2 separate regions of the Hordeum vulgare genome follow, and region 2 is linked to region 1. A link is a contact called in public Hi-C data. All regions are on one chromosome and are shown on one strand. The core of a region is the stretch at or near the end of the contact, and the rest is flanking DNA. Distances in the headings are between cores, read along the strand shown.

The links. A called contact is a pair of places that touch in the nucleus more often than the background predicts.
Region 2: a contact with region 1 is called in a Hi-C map of leaf, with 3 times the contacts expected there. The contact joins the promoter of LOC123444515 here to the enhancer-like site in region 1. A contact is called at or near these places in 1 of 6 Hi-C or Micro-C datasets (leaf) and 1 of 1 datasets of contacts at active chromatin or transcription factors (embryo).

The regions. Positions count from the first base shown.
Region 1 is chr3H:501,859,065-501,862,525 of MorexV3_pseudomolecules_assembly, reverse strand. No RefSeq gene overlaps it. Among protein-coding and RNA genes, the nearest start is that of LOC123444514, 18 kb to the right of the region's middle. Within about 2 kb of position 1,760, at least 3 of the 3 cell types and tissues checked have open chromatin away from gene starts, as enhancers often do. A contact at or near this core is called in leaf, where this site is marked.
Region 2 is chr3H:502,067,655-502,071,115 of MorexV3_pseudomolecules_assembly, reverse strand. It overlaps LOC123444515 (subtilisin-like protease SBT2.2), which reads right to left and starts at 1,759. Exons shown (of 10, transcript XM_045121248.1): 1 at 1,258-1,759; 2 at 181-334. The coding sequence starts at 1,505.

The DNA of each region.
Region 1 (3,461 bases), core at 511-3,010:
ATGCCTTGCATGACCCACTTATGGCCCCTTCGATCTTGCTGGGTTATGTCTTGGGATGCCGGATCTAGCCGCGGGTATTTCTTCGACAACATGTGCTAGCAAGTCTAGGTGCGACGGGAATTCAGAGTGACCATACTTTGTGGATCTCAAAATTTCCCGCTGATGTAAGTCGTGGAGTGGCCGACAATATTGCGGCGACCACACTTTATGAAATCCAAGGTGTTTGACGTCAGAAAACAAATGTTACAGTCTCTTTAGCAAATTTTACTAGATCAGTTGTTTGTTTTTGTCAAGGACAGTACTCTGCGCCGGCGCACCGACCCAATCGTTTTTGGTCGGTCGTCGCACAACCGTCCAATCCAGCTGCAATCAATTTTGCGCCAGCAGGCCGGATCTGACCGACCTGGGTATTTTTAGTGTTGCATCCATGGCTAATCACGCTAGAATCAATGGTTGATGCAATCCTGGCAGCCGCAGGGGCGGGACCTCGCCGGAGCTCATGAGGGACGTCAACAACGACGACGATGAGGGAGGAGTGAAGGTGTGCCCGTGCGGAGCGGTGGATCCATGTTTTTTTATTTTTGCGAGGTAGAAGACGACACACAAGGGGCACACCGGGTGGAGCCATTGTAGCAAAAATCGATACCGGTTGTAGCAAAAATCGACATCGGTTGTAGCAAAAAATTCGACGAACTTGGGTTGCAACTGTCATAAACGTGGATGCAGCTTTTTTAGTGGACGGTTATAACAAAAATTAAACCTGGGCGTACATCGGGTCGGGCTTTGGAAAGCCCGAACCAAAAATCTCACGCCCGAGCCCGGCCCGGCCCGGCCAAAAAATGCAAATCTCGGGCCCGAGCCCGGCCCGAACGAACTAAAAAGGGGATTTTCGGGACGGGCCTGGCCGGACCTCCGTGTAAAATGGTGATTTGTGCAAGCCCGAGCCCGGCCCGAATTGCTGCTCGGGCTTGAAAACCCAGCCCGAACTGCAAGCCCTGCCCGGCCGGGCCCGGCTGCCCACGTCCAGATTTAGCAAGAATCGACATCAGATGTAGAAAAAAACCCAACGAACTCGGGTGGCAACTCTCACGAACATGGATGCGGCTTTTTTAGTGGACGGTTGTAGCAAAAATCAACACCGACTGTAGTAAAAAAATCGCGACCAACCACACGATAGAATAGCTTTAATCCTATGACGCGCGCTTGGCATGCCGAAGCGTTCCCAAACGTTTACCTTTTGTCAAACACCCCCCTCAATTACTCCACTATGCTGGATGATTGCAACCTTATTACTTGATCAACAAAGTCGCTCTTTCATCATAAAAGGAAATGTGGCATACGGCACTACAATCATGTTTATTTTTCTGATCACAAACGAACCTTAATTTTTCATTCGCCAGAAGATCTCGAACACATGTGGGATATGGGCATGTGGCATCGGCCGCAGCTGAAACAGACCATCCAAAAAAGTATGCGGAGCACAAGACCAAGCACTCTCTACCGGGTAGCACAAAATTCTGTGGTTCAGTCTTGGCATGCAGCCCATGAGTTTATCTATCCTCAACCAGCATCAAATAAATCATCGCCAACATCTTTCACGGACTCAAACCCTAGAATCAAGGTCCACCTGCCAAAGTGCCAAGTGACTCAAACCGATGGTGACGTGACACGAAACGCACACGACACAAGTGATCAATACAATCACGTGAGGAAGCGGGCGAAGGGTCCAGCATTGCTGTGCTGCGCGCGGGCAGGCGGGCTACAGGTGGTCAACCAGGTTCCCGGGAAAAGCATGCGAGCAACACGCACTGTCGGGTTCCCGTCTCCTTGTGGCCCCGAGTGAAAGAAAATTAGACCACTCCATGGCCTTCCTTCCGTTTGGACTTTGGAGGGAGGGAGGGAGTTGAAGTTAATCATGGCAGGTATTTTTTGCTTTTCTGCTTCTGCTGCCGCTGCCGCCGTGACTCCTCCGCGTTTTGCACGCGCCGGCCACCGCTCGCCGGAGCAGCTATTGGAGAGCCGGTCGATCGAGACCTTCCATGGGCGCTGATCTGACTGGTCGTCTTGCTTGCCTTGGCACGGCGACTTGCCTGTTTGTGAGGACGAGCAGACAGAAAGGGTAGGAAACGAGAGGGATCGAAAGGGTGGAATCATTGCCTCTTTGCCTTGGCCGGCCGAACCAATTGTCAATCACCTCCGGGAATCGATCGATCCTTCACGGCGTGAATCACTCAAAGGTTGTTTCTACTCCTACTACTCGTGGTCGTGGCCCCGGCATTTGTTTCGTTTCACTACTACTATACTCAAAGCCAGGCCGCATACGCTCCTCGCCATGAGTGCCCCATCGCCAAAGATTCCTCCCGTCGTCGCTGTCCGTCCTGTAGCACCTGCACGCTGTCCGTCGCCGCATGCAGCGAGGCCACCAGCTCGCTTTTCGTTGTTTTCTCTTCCACGGTCAGTTCGGTTCCGTGGGTCCTTCTCACATGGGTTCATGCTCGACTCAGCTGAAGCGAGGTAGTAGATTTTTTCTTCTTGAGGGATCCCAAACTTTACAAAAATTGAACAACATTCAGCGGGATACAAAGAGGGTCATGCGGATATAAGCCACGTATGCCGACCCTGAGGAAGCGATACAACAAATTTTACGAGATTGTGGGCCTCCTGATTCAAAACTTAACCTTCAAATATAAAATCACATTAGTACAACAGACTCCTCTTCTGTTTATCTCTTTCATTTCACAATAGCTATATAGAGGCCTTCCAATCCCTTCTTTACGTCGTTCATAATTAATTTGCAACAGCAGACAATTACCAAACGGTTCAAAGATAGATCGACCGCAAGTGTAAAGGCATCGCGACATGCTACGGCCTTGAGAACTACGTATTGGACTAATAACACCAGGTAGAACAGTAGCTAAAGACTCGAAGTATTAACGGTGTTCATCTCTGCAAACTAAGCTACAGCCGCAGCTCAAAGGCAGGCAGGCAGGCAGGCAACCACAACGCACGCGTGTAGTTGTAGTGGGACTGCTACGAGACACGAGCTAGTTCCTGCGTCTGTGCCGCCGCTGGCCAAGGCCCGTGAGCCCGGCCGGGCAAGCTTCCTGTGACCCGGTTCAGCCTCCCCCCACCAGATTTGTTACGACTCGACCGCGTGCGTCTCCGGTCCGGTCGAATACACTCCGTGGTCCATACTCCGTAGCATCATCCATGTATGTATGTATGTGGCGCTACCCTGCCGTGCCACGGGACTTGTCAGGACGTTCTGAGACACGATGGCCGACCTGAATGCCTGCTGACACCCGATCACGGGCCGTGGACCATGCGCCGTCTTCTTCGATCTTCATCCTGCCTGGTGGTCCTCCTCTCCTCGGCCTGCACCTTCAACAACTGCTCTCCGACAGAGCCTCGCTGGTTTATCACTTGAGCTCAAGTTATTGTTGCTGCACCCCTGGACCCGT
Region 2 (3,461 bases), core at 510-3,009, 210 kb before region 1:
ATAGTTCATAGTTCCATGAATTTCCCTATTTTAACATATTGGCAGCATGATTAAAATTTACGAAACATTTCATGCACTTTTCTTTGACAAGCGATAAGCAGAAGTAAGAGTGTAACACTACAAACTAATCTCATAATAGTGCAGAAATAGCACAAGGAACAAACATAAACAATTATATACCTGCTGAGGAGTGAGGACAACAGCAAAACCATTGATCAAGTAGTGGTAACTGTACAATTTTATGTAGTGCTCTCCTCTTAGTGTCTTCTTCAGGAGCGAATTTTGAAGGCGCACTAGGAGTGAACCATAATTCACAGATTCAGGTGAAGCATGCCTGCATTACCATGGTTAATATTAGAATGAGAAGGAAATAAATCGCACTCATGTCATTCCATGGAAAATAACTGCTGGACCTTCTCAGATAAGAAGTTAAATCAATAATTAATCGTCAGAAAATATACTATTTTTAGCCAAAACCTGTTGAAGAATGACACTTCATTGTAGCACGCAACAAGTAGACGAAAGTAGAGACCGGAAGAATTAAGTTATGTCAATCCAAAAAGGAAAGACATTCTAAAATCAAAATTTTAGATATTCTATGGGTACTTTCAAGTTGTTGTTAATAAATGTACTGGCTAGTAAATAAGTACTACATACAGTAGGAGTATGTTAAGATGACTGCACTAGCCAATTGTCAAAACAAAACAAAAAGGTGCACGGTTTCCTAAGAAAAAAGGGTTTCCAGCTGTCTCTCTCTCTCTCTCTCTCTCTCTCTCTCTCTATATATATATATATATATATATATATATATATATATATCTTGGGAGTAAAGTGTAAAGGTGACTTCGGTTAATTACTGTACTGATAAATAACCTGCAATTTTCACCTTAGAGAAACTAAGTGGGCCTGATCAAATATATGGTTGAGAATAATCAGTTCATACATTGATGCAAATGAGGGTAAAAAAATGAATTTCAACTAGTAGTAATTACATACAATGTAAACATAGTAGTCGGCTGATTAAGAAATACGGCTGCAGTGACATCCCAATCACCTGAATAATACTAGCATAATCAAATTTGGCCAAAACTGCCCCTGATTAGTAAAGTGCTATTTTCTCGGGGGAATCAGTTTTTCTAAGAGCAAACTGCGGAATCGAAGAGGCGAAAATCACAGGAAAAAAAGTGAGGGGGGGATTGATTGACACTATATAGACGCACGAGAACTGGGGAACTTTTCGGCAAGAGAGACGCCCACCTCGGCTTCCTGAGGATGCTGGTGGCCGGGTTATCCCCTCCGCCGCCGCCGCCGCCGGCGGCAACGCTGCTGCTCCCAACCCTCTCCGGGTCGAGGCGCTTGTGGGACACCGCCGCCTGCTGCATGGTCACAATGTACACCGCGGTGCCCTCCTCGGAGCCGCCGCGTGCGCCGGCCAGCAGCGCCACCGCAAGAACCGCCGCCCACAGGAGGGGGGCAGCCCGCTGCTCCCTCCGCGCCACCCCCATTGCCTCAGAGCGCGCCTCGCCGCCCCGAAGCTCCAGAGGGGGAGGGGCGGCAGGAATCCCCGAGGAAGATTAGCTGCACCCGTCGCCCATGGGAGCAGGAGGACTGGTGGTGTTGCACGCGGCGGAATAATGGCGAGGGGCGAGCGAGGCGTGCGCTTTTAAGCCGTGTGCCCGAGTCAAGCGTGGGGAGTGGAGGAGGGGGAGGGGAGCACGCAATAAAGAAGTGACCACTGCAGCGGCCAAAGCACTCCTCGCCTGCTGCTGCTGCGGTGCTGCCGCCGCTTTGGCGTGGGCGCCTCCACCTTGTTGGTCTTTTGTTGCTGTGCGCCGGTGCCTCCTGGTCCTGACTCCTGGGGTGTATTCTGTATTGTGCTGTAATTTGGTGGTGTATTGGAGTATCATGATACTACTACAGTATGCTTGTGTGAAAGGGGTGGAAGGTGGTGGCTACAGTAATAACAGGATCAGCTTTCCGGGAAGGAAGAAAGAGAGATGATGTATACTACGTACGTACGTACGTACGATGAAAATGCGTACTGGTACGATCTTTGGGGAGGGGACACCTCATATTTCGAGGAAGGAAACTTGGGGGAGGGGACACCTCGGATTTCTACAGCCTCGGGAATTGCGCAGTGATTTCCAGCTGTTCGCCCGCCGGCTTTGCACCACGTCTACATTTTCACCGTAGAGCAAAGGAACTCGCACAAAAAACGGTGAAAAGAAGCTTCCGGTGCCAGTTTTTTTTCTCAGGAAAAAAATAACTTTCCTCCTCCGATTTCTGTTAGCACATATTCAAGTCGGACCCATAAGTCACCCGCATCCGTCCGGACTGTGGGAGCCATCCAATGCGAGATAGTCCGGACATGATTTTTTTCACAAACCGGAAAAAGCGGGGCATGTTTGCGCGAATTCGGACACGAAAAATGTCATCATCCGTCATCCCTGGCCCATCCAAAATCCTTCATGGACCATGTGACCCAATCCTCCTCATTTTTCTCCATTTTTTCTCTTGCCTTCGTTATCGCTCCACCACGCCACACCCCTACCGGAATTCCGCGTCTCTATCACCCTCCGGCGCTCTAGCGGGCTCCTAGTCGGTTCTCCTCCGTCTCCGTTCAGCTCATGTCCTCTGACCGCCCCGCCAGGTACCATCCTCTACTGGTATTCTCATAATGCTCGGCAATTGTTTGATGAATCGCTGGAGCTGAAAATAGTTGTCCCTTCTTCTTTCTACCGATGGATTTCGATTTGAGGTACATATACGAGCATTATGTTGAGTCGTCGAACGAGGAGGACTACTCCTCCCATGAGACGGCGATGATGCACGTGGTCCTTGAAACGCAGAGCGTGCGGAGGAGCATGTTCTCAATTTCAAGGGCTCGATCAAGGGTCATCGAGTGCTCAACCGCAACAGCACGCGGGGGCATTTGACACTAATGGTCGACTACTTTGCCCTCGATGCACTATTCGTTGACCATTTTCGCTGGTGTTTTTGGATGTGCATCATTGTCTTCGATCGTTTGTACCATGGTGTCCAATCATACGATGACCACTTCATTCTGAAGAAGGGCGTCGTAGGAACGATTGGCTTCTCTGGTTACCAGAAGTGCACGGTCGCACTCCGGATGCTTGCATATAGCACGACCGCTGATTCGTGGGACGAATACCTACGGATGTTTGAGAGCACGTGCGAAGGTGTCATGGTCATATTTGCCACTGCTATGGTCGAGGTGTGCCGACCTCGGTACCTGAGAGAACCAACTGTGGCAGACAGCGAGAGGCTCTTGGCAATCTCCAAAGCAAGAGGGTGGCCAAGATTGCTTAGATCTCTTGACTATATGCATTGGGAATGAAAGGACTGTCCGAATACTTTACAAGGGAAATATCAGGGTCATATTAAGAAGCCCACCATCATTCTTGAAGTAGTTGCATCACATGATCTTTGGATTTGGCACA